3 separate regions of the Mus musculus genome follow, and regions 1 and 3 are each linked to region 2. A link is a contact called in public Hi-C and HiChIP or PLAC-seq data. All regions are on one chromosome and are shown on one strand. The core of a region is the stretch at or near the end of the contact, and the rest is flanking DNA. Distances in the headings are between cores, read along the strand shown.

What was found. A called contact is a pair of places that touch in the nucleus more often than the background predicts. HiChIP or PLAC-seq counts read pairs in DNA pulled down with a chosen protein or histone mark.
Region 1: a Hi-C map of muscle stem cells shows a contact between it and region 2, with 2.3 times the contacts expected there. The contact joins the promoter of Enpp1 here to the enhancer-like site in region 2. A contact is called at or near these places in 2 of 39 promoter capture datasets (embryonic stem cells and liver), 1 of 484 Hi-C or Micro-C datasets (muscle stem cells) and 3 of 115 datasets of contacts at active chromatin or transcription factors (embryonic fibroblasts, embryonic stem cells and pancreatic cancer cells).
Region 3: a contact with region 2 is called in a FOXA1 HiChIP or PLAC-seq map of pancreatic cancer cells. The contact joins two enhancer-like sites. A contact is called at or near these places in 1 of 15 datasets of contacts at CTCF or cohesin (the NIH/3T3 cell line) and 1 of 115 datasets of contacts at active chromatin or transcription factors (pancreatic cancer cells).

What each region holds. Positions count from the first base shown.
Region 1 is chr10:24,709,536-24,713,537 of GRCm38.p6, reverse strand. Enpp1 (ectonucleotide pyrophosphatase/phosphodiesterase 1) reads left to right here and starts at 1,379. Exons shown (of 25, transcript NM_008813.4): 1 at 1,379-1,732. The coding sequence starts at 1,547.
Region 2 is chr10:24,394,552-24,398,468 of GRCm38.p6, reverse strand. All of the region lies in intron 3 of Gm15270 (predicted gene 15270), which reads left to right. Among named protein-coding and RNA genes, the nearest start is that of Gm40615, 64 kb to the left of the region's middle. Within about 2 kb of position 2,273, at least 66 of the 459 cell types and tissues checked have an H3K27ac peak or open chromatin away from gene starts, as enhancers often do. A contact at or near this core is called in embryonic fibroblasts, muscle stem cells and pancreatic cancer cells, where this site is marked.
Region 3 is chr10:24,737,548-24,741,688 of GRCm38.p6, reverse strand. No RefSeq gene overlaps it. Among named protein-coding and RNA genes, the nearest start is that of Enpp1, 27 kb to the right of the region's middle. Within about 2 kb of position 1,793, at least 12 of the 459 cell types and tissues checked have an H3K27ac peak or open chromatin away from gene starts, as enhancers often do. A contact at or near this core is called in pancreatic cancer cells, where this site is marked.

The DNA.
Region 1 (4,002 bases), core at 130-2,629, 320 kb before region 2:
CTACTGTGTGGCTTGGGTATCTATATGCAGACCCTTCTCTCTACGGTTTAATCCTACTCTAGCCCCTTGCTGACTCACCCCATACTATATATACATATATGCATATATATGAAAATGTTCACATTTTAATACATATGGCATTCAAAATGTTGATTCATTATTAAATGTCTGAATGAATGAAGTCAGAACAAATTGAAAGTGTTCACATTGTTTTAATTTATTTTTACCTCTCTTTATCTCTCTGTGTGTGTGTCTCTCTCTCTCTGTATGTCTGTGTTCCGGTTTGTATCTGCACACATGCATGAAAGTGGAAGTCAGAACTACCAATGGTTGTCATTCGTCTGAAGCCCAGCTCACCTTTTTCTGGGACCCTTTCTTATTAGCCTTGAACTTAGCAAATAGGCTAGGCTGGCTGGCTGGCCATCCCTGGGATCCATATGCCTTTGCCTCCTACTTTGGGATTACAAGCTCAGGCTACAGGGTTTTTGGAGTCTGGGATTTGCCCTTAGAATCTCATGCTTGCGAATACCAGAACTTTACCTGTTGATTGCCCTCCCCAGTCCGTGCTGACAGTTTGAGAGGGGACAAACCCAATTTACACCCGTTAAACTTCAAAAGTGAATGTGATATAATGTGATGTATATAAACAAAGCAGGTAAGGGATGTCTTGTTAATTTGTGATTTTTCTTAGTCACTGTGTTCAGTCACATTGCTTCTGCTTTTGGGTTCTGGGAGGTGTGGTTTTGCTGATGGGAAGGAGTGTAAAGCTGAAGAATCAAAGGTGAAACAAATCCCATCAAGAATTAAAGCCTACTGCTCACGTTCTGTTTTAAAAATAAGCTCATCACATAGAGTTAGAGTCTTGATTCTGCTCATCAATTAAAGTGCTGACTTCGGAGAAGCAAGACACAGACACCCGGAAGCCTCCGGAAGTCTAAAATAGCTAATATGTAAATATAATAGGATAGCAACCCCGGACGCCACACATCCCATATGTGTGTTTGTGCAAACCCATCAGTGTTGTGTAAACCCCGTGCCCCACGTTTAGCAGCTCCAGGTAGAGAATTTTCGTTTGCACTTGTGGGAGAAAAAGAAAGTCACCTCCCCACGCGCTCGTTTGCATTTCCCTGGTCAAAGCAGGTCTGCTCCCGGCCACCGGTGTCCGGCCTTTGAGACCTCGGGGGTCGCTGCATCCTCTCACTTTTGGGGCTCCAAGATCTCACACTCTTTGCAGACCACACAGCGATTCCAGTCCAGTCCTCGTTGGGCTACGCGGGGGGATTCCGCAAGGGTTCGTAGGGTGCCACGATCGCGGGCGGGGACAGGGTTTGGGGTGGAAGTTAAAGACACGCCCACGTCAGGGACCCAAAATAGCCCACGCGCCCAGGGCCCGAAATCAGACAGGAAGCCAAATACCCGGGGCGTTGAGCGGCTCGGGCCGGAGCGCTGGCCGAGGGCTGGGAGCCAAGGGTCTGGCGGGGGCGGCGCGGGGCGGGGCGGGGCTGCGAGCCTATTAAAGCTCGGCCCGCGGGGGCAGAGCGGGGCGATGGAGCGCGACGGCGACCAGGCAGGGCACGGGCCCCGGCACGGGTCAGCGGGAAACGGTCGCGAGCTCGAGTCACCAGCCGCGGCTTCGCTGCTCGCGCCCATGGACCTAGGAGAGGAGCCGCTGGAGAAGGCGGAGCGTGCCCGCCCTGCCAAAGACCCCAACACCTACAAAGTGCTGTCGCTGGTAGGTCGGTGCTTGCCGCGACCCGACACCCGGGAGGGGCGAGAGCGAGCAGGTCGGCACCCGGCATGGGAGAGCGTGGGCGCCTCCTGCGCCGGCACCGGGTGACCTGCAGGGTCCTTACCCCTCTCCCAGCAGGAGCAGGCTGCTAAAATAGTCACCTTGACATACCGTCCTCTTCCCCCAGAGAATACAGGACATTTGGAGGCGGAAACAAAAAATCGGCTAGTCTTAGGATAGCGCAGCGATGTTTGTAGTCTTTTAGGTGGCGTAGGTCAGGGTACAGGTGGTGCTCGTGGCTTTAGGTGAATTTATTGCAGTTGAAAGATTTATCACAGCTTTTGAAAGTATCGGGAACTTTAGAAAACACCCATGCTTGGCTCTGTAGTGGTATTTCCAGACAGTTATTTAGAAGCCCCATTGACGTTCATGTTTATGTGACTGGGAAGAGGCCCGGGATTCATTGCCCACTCTTTGAACCACAGACAGCGCTGTTTGTGTGTTGCCCGGAGGCACAGTTGCCTGCTATATCCCTCTGCTCTTCTGTTAGACCAGTTGTAGCATCCACAACCAACTTCTGGAAACAGGACGCCGATTTTCACTCGGGATCTTCCTTGGGTCAGAAAGGCTGAGTCCTGTGTGGTGGTTCTAAGTATTGGTGGGGACTTCCATTATTCTTCTCAAGCTCCGCTGTGTTGTGTTAAAATGAGAGCGCATAGCATAGTTTCAATGGGACTGACTGCGGGAAATAAATTCAGAACTGAAGGAGGAGGTAGTTAGTTATTTTATAGTACGTGCAAACCACAGCTTTCTGTGACTAGCACACCCTAAAACATATTCTTACACATTCTGGCTTGAGCGCTGTTTTGTGGAAAAATCTTTCCGATGTTTAAAGTCTCCTTTTGACATCATTTCCATTTCCACTGTTCTTAGGTTCTATGCAGACACCGTAGCACTTTGAGAACCAGAATCCCGAGACTTAAGGGATGGTGTCATATCCTTAGTTTTTTAAAAATAAGTCTGAGGTTCAAAGAAGTCTCCCAAACCGCAGGCGGCTGTCTCCCAGGATATAATTTTGTATCGTATGTCACTCATATGATATTGATGGGCATTTAGTGAGTTTGAGTCTAGTAAGACTTTTTGTTGTATGTTTTTTAATGGAAGATCGCAATTGTTACAGGACTACTTAAATTATTGAGTTTCAGTACTCTTACCTACTGTGAGATACTCAATGAAGACACACTGAATGTTTATGAAATTGTAAGGCATATTTATAAACTTACTATAAGTCATTGAAGGGTTTCCAGTTATTGAATTCAGTTTTACTCATTTGCATACAGGCCCACAATAGATGTCAGCACAGGTCCACCTGTAGATCACAGAGTTTTCACTCTGACACCTGCGGTCGCTTGGTTGGCCAGTATTCCAGCATTACAAACGGCTCTGATGGCACACTTCAGAAATTGCTGCATGCCCTAGAATCTCCTCAAACAGATCAACTATGAATATTTGGTATATTTGGTTACGGCATATTTTATGAATTAGAACAAATTCTTGTCTCAGATAATTTTTAGATATTTATATATTTTTAGTTTATGTGTGTGACTGTTTAGCATATATGTGTGAATATATTACATATATAATTTATATAAATATATATTATACACACACACACACACATATATATAAATATCCCCCACTCCAGCTGTCCAATGTTCTCAACAGAGGCCCAGAGTAATGTAATAGTTCCTCCAATTCCATTGTATGTATGCACACACATGAACACGCACACACATATATACATATGTATATACATATATGTATACATGTGTGTATGTTTGTATACCTTGTGTGTGTGTGCCTGGTACCCACAGAGGCCAGAAGAGGATGTTGGATTCCTTGGAACTGTAGTTTACAGATGGTTGTGAGCCACTATGTGGGTGCTGGGGACTGAACCTGGGTCCTCTGTAGGAGCAACAAGGTACTTACCTGTTGTGCCATCTCTCCAGCTGCAGCTTTATGTCTTTTGATGGACTCCAGAGAGGCATAAAATATAAGCCGCTTCTCACTGGAGCTCTTAGTTCAGGACTCAGCTGGAAGTGAAACCTATTTTTTCTCTTTTCCTCCTCTACTTTAATAACCCTCTATCAGAAGCCCTCAAAGGAATTTGACGACTGTCATCAAAGAGCTCTGGGACATGTTTTCGAGAGACAGCCTTAATTATTGGATTTATCTTGTTTCTTTTTTCAGATTAAGCATCAGCACATTTTGTA
Region 2 (3,917 bases), core at 1,024-3,523:
AAATGAATGTCCGAATGAAGCCAAGTTATTACAAGAGCATCTGACTAATTTTCTCCATATTATGCTTGCCTCCCCAGCTTGGAGTTTCTGGTTTATAGGAATTTCAATATGTCGATGACATGAACTTAGAGGATAATACCGGGAAGAGTAAGCATAAACAGGACACAACACTAGAGCAACATTTGAATTCAGAGAGGAAGAAGAAGAACAGTATGGAAGGCCTGAGAGTGCATGAGAGACAAGACATGAGTATTCTTGTTTGCATCTCTCTTAAACGCTACCCCCAAAATTCTAATTTCTAAGTTTCCACTCATCTCTGGATTCTTGTAAACAAAAGCCAAAATCTGAAGTTGCCCTGCCTGTTCTTCTTTCTCTCATCTTAAACTCGCCTAGGTTTGTTGTGAGGATAATATTCTGTAGGAGAAGACAACTAGGAAACATTGTGCATGGATCCCTAAACAACACTGCCAATGCATACATTGTTACTGAATGTAAGACAGAAGAAAAACATCACTTCTCAGTTCCCAGTATGATACATTGAAGAGTCCAAGAAGCAGGGTGTGCCCCTCTACTCAGAGGGATTTCAAACTCAGTCAAGGAAACGGACCGGACTGTAAGAAATGAATTTAGGGATGTCTAAGAGATTATCGCAGGAGGAGGTTCTGTCTGCAGGTCCAGAACTAAATCTCGAACTTTATAAAATCTTGTTCTTTATCCAGGAGGGATATTCTTTCAGATCCAGGAGAGCAGGACACTCTGAGACAAACGAACCATGGTCTGATTGATGCAGGATGCTTTTCCTGAGTTTCCGGACAACTGTGCATGAAGTAGAGGGCTGGATACATTTCAGAGTTCCTGCCAACTGAATATAATACATCAATAAATGCCATCAACTCCGCCTATATAAAACCTTTCACTTTATCAAATATTAACTGGACACCTTTATTTTTAACCATTCAGAAAGAACCCACTACAATAGTTTTCTTCAGATATTAAGGTGATAAAATGGTGGTTTGGTTGACTGATTGAACTCACTTTGCAAACAGTTGTGGTTTTATAGAGACATGACTTGGCTTCAAAAGCCTTCCTTCTTTTCCAGTTTGGTTTATGACTCATTGGAGAGCCATGCAAAGGCAGTAGGCTCAGGCCCCGCATGTTAATGTTTTAGCGATAATTCCCACTGGGCTCATGAATGAACTCATTGAATGAACAAGTGATAGACAAGAGGGGGAAAGAATGTTAAAACCCAAGGTAATCACACAGGGAAGCCCAGAGGCACAGTGCCTTCAGTACCACCTAATATTCCACAATTCCCTGGGCAAGTCACTTCAGGGTGAAGAGGGGTCCCCAGTGCTGAGTCCAGAGTTCTTAATGGTCTTCTTGCTCCTCTGTACATTAAAAACAAGTTTACTAAGTCCAGAGAAACAACTCCTTTTTCTTCCTCGTCTTCCTCCTCCTCCTCTTCCTTGCTTTTCCTCTTCCTCCTTTTTCTTCCTCCGTTCCTCCTTTTTCTCCTCCTTAAATCTGGAGCTCAGGAAAATCTAGATCTGGGTCTTCTTCTATATAACTATATGGTATCCTATACGTTACACTTATTGTGTATACCCGAATCTTGGTTTTTAAACCCAAGTGATTTGAAATCTCTAGCCCTTTCTAGATAAATTTGTTCTGTGGTTGAAAAAAAAAAAAAAAAAAAAAAAAAAAAAAAGGCTCCTCTCGGCTCCTGATTTGAATACCACGTTGCAGCCTGATGTGAATTAAACTGTCTGGGTTATAAACTGGCTACAGACTAAGCTCCTAATGGAAGCAGCCAGTGACCCTTGGCAGCAGCCACACTTGCAGTTCCCGCTATAGTATTCAGTTACGGCTCTGCTCCCCAGCCAGCATCTGCCTGTTATATAACTGTGACTGTTGCTGGATTACTTAATCCCTTTGCCTAACCCTAATTGCACAGTTTGCTTGCGGCTTCAGTAATACCTGTCTCTCTCCAGCGACACACTCCAAGGGTAGATGTGGCTGCCACCGCCAAACCCTGCTCTCGCTGAGTTAAAATAACACTGTCATGTGGAACTTGCAAATGCCACCCATTGTAGAAGACATTATTTCCTTCTGTCTTTTTCTAGTTGGCAAGGGAGTCCTGCCCAAAATGACCTAGCACTAGGAAAAATTCTAACAAATAATAAAGTTGTCCCGCCCAGGTACAGTACATACTGTCCTCTGACTTACCGCACAAAGAAAGCAAGGGGGCAGGCAGCTGGAGACATCCGGGGGAGTCACAGAGAGATGATTCACCTTAAATACAAGGCTTACATCAAATTGGAGCCACGAGTCTTACCAATGTGCTCAGCCTGCAAGCCTTTTCATCCAAGGAAACCGATTAACTCTACTTATCAGAAGGGTAGATCTAGGAGATTAGAACCAATATACCTATATATTCCACAGAACATATTAACCTATGCTTCTTGTTTTTATTTTGTTCTACTAGTTAAAGTGTTGAATTCCTAGTTTAGAAAGTACTGGTAAGTAGAAAACAAAAACAAACAAACAAACAAACAAACAAACAACCACACCAAAATTCCCCAAAGAATCAAAATAGATAAAAACCTTACAATCAATCTTTTTTTCAATGTATGCTAATATTAACACAATAAAACATATTGACTGTTTATGAAATCTTTATTATTGTCATAAATATCTATATTTTAATCTATGAATATTTTATATTGTATGTTCAATTATTCATAATATATATCCATTCTCTGCCTATCTGAAATTTAGATTATTATATCTAAATTTTTTAAGAATGAAGAATGTAATGAAAATCTTTCTTATTTTTGAGATAGTGTCCCACTACATAGGTCCATATAGCCTGGAACTCACTCTGTAGACTATGTTGGCCTTGTGCTCACAGAGATTTGCTTGCCTAAGACCCTTCAGTGATAGGATGAAGGGTTTTGGGTGGGGGTTTCCCCACTAGGTTCTATCAATACTACAGAGGTTGGATATATAGCATAACAACTAACTCTAAAAACCATCGCTAGAATTTTAGTTATAGGAGAGAATCCTAGGGGGTCCATTATACTGGTAGAAATTATACAAAGGAGGATAGAAAATACCAGCATAAAATACAAGGTATTTTAATGTTGGTTTCCTTTAAATGTCTTTTTCTTTCCTTTTGATTTTTTCAAGATGAAAGTCTCTGGTTGCCAAGGGTAGCCTCGAACTCCCCTTGTAACTGATGATGATGTAGAACTCCTGATCTACTGCCTCTATCATGTGCAGCCCCAGTGCTGGCACGGTGGCCACGCACCACCAGAGTTTGCTGTGAAGATAAAGATGAACCCCAAGACAATGCAAGTCAGATCAGAAGCCCAGCTTAGCTTCATTCCCAGGGCCTTCTTCTTGCTTAGTTATTTAGTATTTTAAAATCACTAGTTTTACAAATCCTAAAAATCTAAACACTTCTCTCAAAAAGCAAAGATGTAACAACTATAGGTATCAAACTATTAATGCAAAACAAGATTTACAAATAACAATTTATGTAGAAACTTAACCACCATGTGATTAAAGCATATGAAAACAAATGCATTAGTAAAACATTCCAGCCTCCAAAATGAACGAGGCAGTTCTCTCACAGAGCACTGGAGTGCGATCCTGCCCTCCTCCATCTTCAGTCCAGACCCTCCTTATCCTCGTCCTCCCCATCTGCTCCCCTCTCCTCTTTCTTCTTCTCTTCTTGCTTGACTAGACTGTCTCTACTTTCAGAGATTTTTGTTTCTGTTTCTTTCTAATAATCTCAATTTTTACCTAGTCTTGTTTCATATGTAATTATTTGCATATGAACTTTGACTTCTAAGTTCAGATGAAGAGCTATTCTGTATGACCCAAAAGGCTTCCTGTTTCCCTATTAGGAAAAA
Region 3 (4,141 bases), core at 544-3,043, 340 kb before region 2:
GAGGGTCCAGTTAGGGGACATGATCTGGATGTGCACAGTGAATCCTCTGGCTGTTCTCTAAATAAAGAACGGGAAGTCCTACTGACTTCTTAGAGGAGAGTCTTGAAGAAGTATTTGGAGTATTCAAGTTTTAGGAGGAAGGAGAAAGTCAGGTTGTTACTCATGCCAGTCAGACTGTCTTCCAAGGCCAGCCTCTTTATCTCTTTCATCTTATCTACCTGCTGTCTGTCATTACAACCCACATTCCTGGCTGAGGATCATGCTGCACTGATCATCTGGGCAGGTCTCAGAAAAGACCAGGCTGTCTATAGCCTTAGAGCTATACACCTGATGGGTACTGCTTCCTGTAAGTCTTCCCTCGATGAGTCTCCATCACCTCCTTCAAGCCTTTGATATCACCTTCTCAGTCTCTTCTGACGAACACAACTAAAACTGCAACCATCCCCAGGAACACCCTTGGATCCCTCCGACTTTAATCCATAGAACCTATAATACTTACTAATAATACTTTGTATCTTACCCACATCTCCTCTTCCCCCAAAGGGCAAGGACTTGATTCTATTTAGTCACTGCAACACTCAAAATGTCAGCCAACGTTAGGCTCTATTACTTATCTGTCTGATCTATGGTTGGAAATAAGTGTAATAACCTTGCTGGTGATAGAAGCCACAATGTAGGAGGATTGGAAGACCAAGACTATCCGATGAGAGATTAAACCCATTTCCAATCTGCTAGTTCTGAACTGGGAAGAGATTCATTCTGAATTGAGGGTGGGTTACATACTAGAGAGATCGCCGTATCACCATGTCACCAGTGTGAACTAAGAGCTCGGTGTTCTGAAACAATCGCAAAGCTGATGGCCTGGGAGCACATGCAGTTAGGGTGCAGAACTACAGGCTGTTAGAATAAAGGCAACACAGCCTTTGGATGGTAGAGGACAGAGAGAACACAGAACACAGCAGAAACCAGGGCACCTGACCACTAAAGGAACTTGGAGACACCATTTCATAGAAATCTCTGTGTTCTAAAAGCAGTTCTGGATCCTTTTGGGATACCTTTCTCCTGATCATCCACTGTGCTTCCTTGAGGCTCCTTCCATCACTTGCTTTGCTGGACCACATTAGGTATGGCTTTCATTTTTCTTGTTTGCTACTGTTATTTTCAAAGGAGCATGCTCTCAATGCAAGTTCAACACAAAGTAAAACCAAATGTGCCAAATGACTTTATCATCCATGGCAGCCCTTTTTGTCAGCTAAAAACCTAATGCTCTTTCCCCCCTTCATGCATCAGATCTCAAGTTGTCATAAATCTTCTATTAAATGAAAATACTAGAAAGGATATTTCATATCCCAATGAAAGAGTTTTGCATTTTACAGGTAAAGTGTCAAAGCCAATCAGTGGCTTTTGTAATACAGCAATTGTAACCCTAGCATCTATGGGGTGCTAATGGGATACTGAAGCCAACTTTGGCTTTTAGATCTAGGCCAGCATACGACATAGATGAGATGAAGCCGGCCTTGGCTAGGGAAGTTACACCTGTCTTTTTTGAGATTGGAGGTCTCTGTGCAGTAGAAACACAGTTTCTAATCTGTTTTAGTCAGGGTTTTACTGTTGTGAACAGACACCATGACCAAGGCAAGTCTTAGAAAAAACAACATTTAATTGGGGCTGGTTTACAGCTTCAGAGGTTCCGTCCATTATCATCAAGGTGGGAGCATGGCAGCATCTAGGCTGTCATGGTGCAGGCAGAACTGAGAGTTCTATGTCTTCATCCAAAGGCTGCTAGTGGAAAAAGACCTCCAGGCACCTAGGGTGAGAGCATTAAGCCCACACCCACAGTGACACACCTACTCCAACCAGGTCACACCTATTCCAACAAGACCACACCTCCAAATGGTACCACTCCCTGGTCCAAGAATGTACAAACCATCACAGCTAGGGAAGTTACACCTGTCCTTTTTGAGATTGGAGGTCTCTGTGCAGTAGAAACCCAGTTTCTAATCACAGAATGTAAAGACCACAGGGTCACTTCTAATCATGGAGGAATTTCAGGGTTCAATAATTCGGGTGGCAGACAATAAAGATGTCCATCTTGATTCCCCTTCAGTGAATGATCAGACTATAGAATATAGAGACTATAGAGAACATATAGAATATATAAAATAGTATTACAGATATGGAATACATGGGCCAAGCTTTCCTAGTTTTCCTAGCAGACATGACTTCAACTTTCCTATGGTTTTCTGAGACATTAGTACATTCTTATTCACAGGGCTTGCTTCCAGGATGTGGAGAGCAACGGGTGGTTAGAGGGTGATTAATCCTGCACAGAAGTTTCTGAGCACAGTCATGAAATTTGGTTTTGATGGATTTCTGTACAGTTACTTAGCAAAAGGCTTGCATGCTGACCAATGTGCACCTTGCCCCTTCCCTCTCTTCTCTTCCTTGCCTCCCTTTCATGAGAGATGGCAGCATTCTGGGTCCTGGAGTTTCCTCTGCTCTGCGGTTGCATAGGCTGGCTTCCTGTGTGACCCAGAGGTTCTGGAGCCACTGAGCAGCAGAGAGGGGAGAAGGAAGGGCATTGCCAACACAGACCTGGGCTCTGGGACGAAAACCAAGCCATTCTCACAAGGAACCAAAAGGAGGGAAAATGTAAAGAGTATTCCAGTGTTCCAAAAGTCACCGATAAATAACACATAAACATTTTTACTTAGTTTCTCAAAGGTAGAACTGTATTATATCAGTTCTTTTTTTTTTTTTTTTTTTTTTTTTTTTTTTTACAAACATAGAGGTCCTCATACATTCTTTCAGTATTCTAATGTACACAGTACTCTACATGAAACCGTCAATTTAAACACACATGATCTCAGGGTGGGCCATTTTTAGTAGTCTGATGTACACAGTACTCTACATGAGATAGTCAGTTTAAATACACAGGAGCTCAGTGTGGGTCCTGTGGGCCCTGGCTGCCCCTGGGATCCTGGCTGTGGGAAGAGATGAGGACAGTTTGCCAGTTTGCTGCTTTCCATCCAAGTCACCTTTATTAACTCTTGGCATCTGGGTTCTATTATGACCGTGTTGGATGCCAGCCAAGAAGAGGGACTTGGCTGTCTCACCAATGATTGGATTAAGGAGAGCCACCAACTGGAATAATTCAATTTGATGCACATATTTCCTTCCTCCCATTCCTATTTGCAGGCTGTTTGTTAAATCAAGAAGATGACCAGTCTGAAACATTGTAGCTATATTGTCCAGTCTGAAACATTGTAGCTATATTGTCCAGTCTGAAACATTGTAGCTATATTGTCCAGTCTGAAACATTGTAGCTATATTGTCCAGTCTGAAACATTGTAGCTATGTCGTCCCTAACAATGTAGAAGATTTAGATGGAGAAGATGCTATGTAAGCAAACCATGCTTATGCTTAATGCTTTTTTATGGTAAGCTTCTTTGAAAACTATTTATGTAGCCTCTGTCCAACTGTGTATGTGTGCATGCATGTATGTGTGTGCATGTGTCGAGTATACACACATATAGTGGAGGCCAGAGGAGGATGTCAGATAGCCTGCCCTGCAATCTCTTACAGAGGTCTCTCACTGAACTTGGAGCTAGGCTATCAGCCAGCACATGAGGGCTGGGGATTTGAACTCATGTCACCATGTTCTTGCAGCAAGTGCTCTTGCCCAGGGAGCCATCTCTCCAAACTTAGTTTTAGCTCCTGATATAAGCAGGAGAATCATTTCAAAGCACCATTTTATTAGCAAAATGGTAACTTACATGGGCTTCTTTCACAGTAATATTAATAGCAGCAAATATCTCTATTATTATGCATAGCATACAAGTCACATGATAAAATAGTATTTGGAAAGAGGCAGAGGGTAGCTAAAGAGAGGCAAGGAACATGAGAATTTTTATTAGGGAAGGACATTTGAATGTTGCTTTTTATCTGAAAATTCTACATGTTGTAGACATGGTTGTATTATGTCTTTAATACCAGGCTGAAGGCTAAGAGGGAAGGCTTAAGAATTTGAGAGCAGGCTGAGCTACTAGCAAGCGTATGTCTCAAAAAACAAAGAGAAAACCAGACCAAGACACCAACATGCCAAGATGAAAAAGGCAAGGCAACACACAAACACAACACA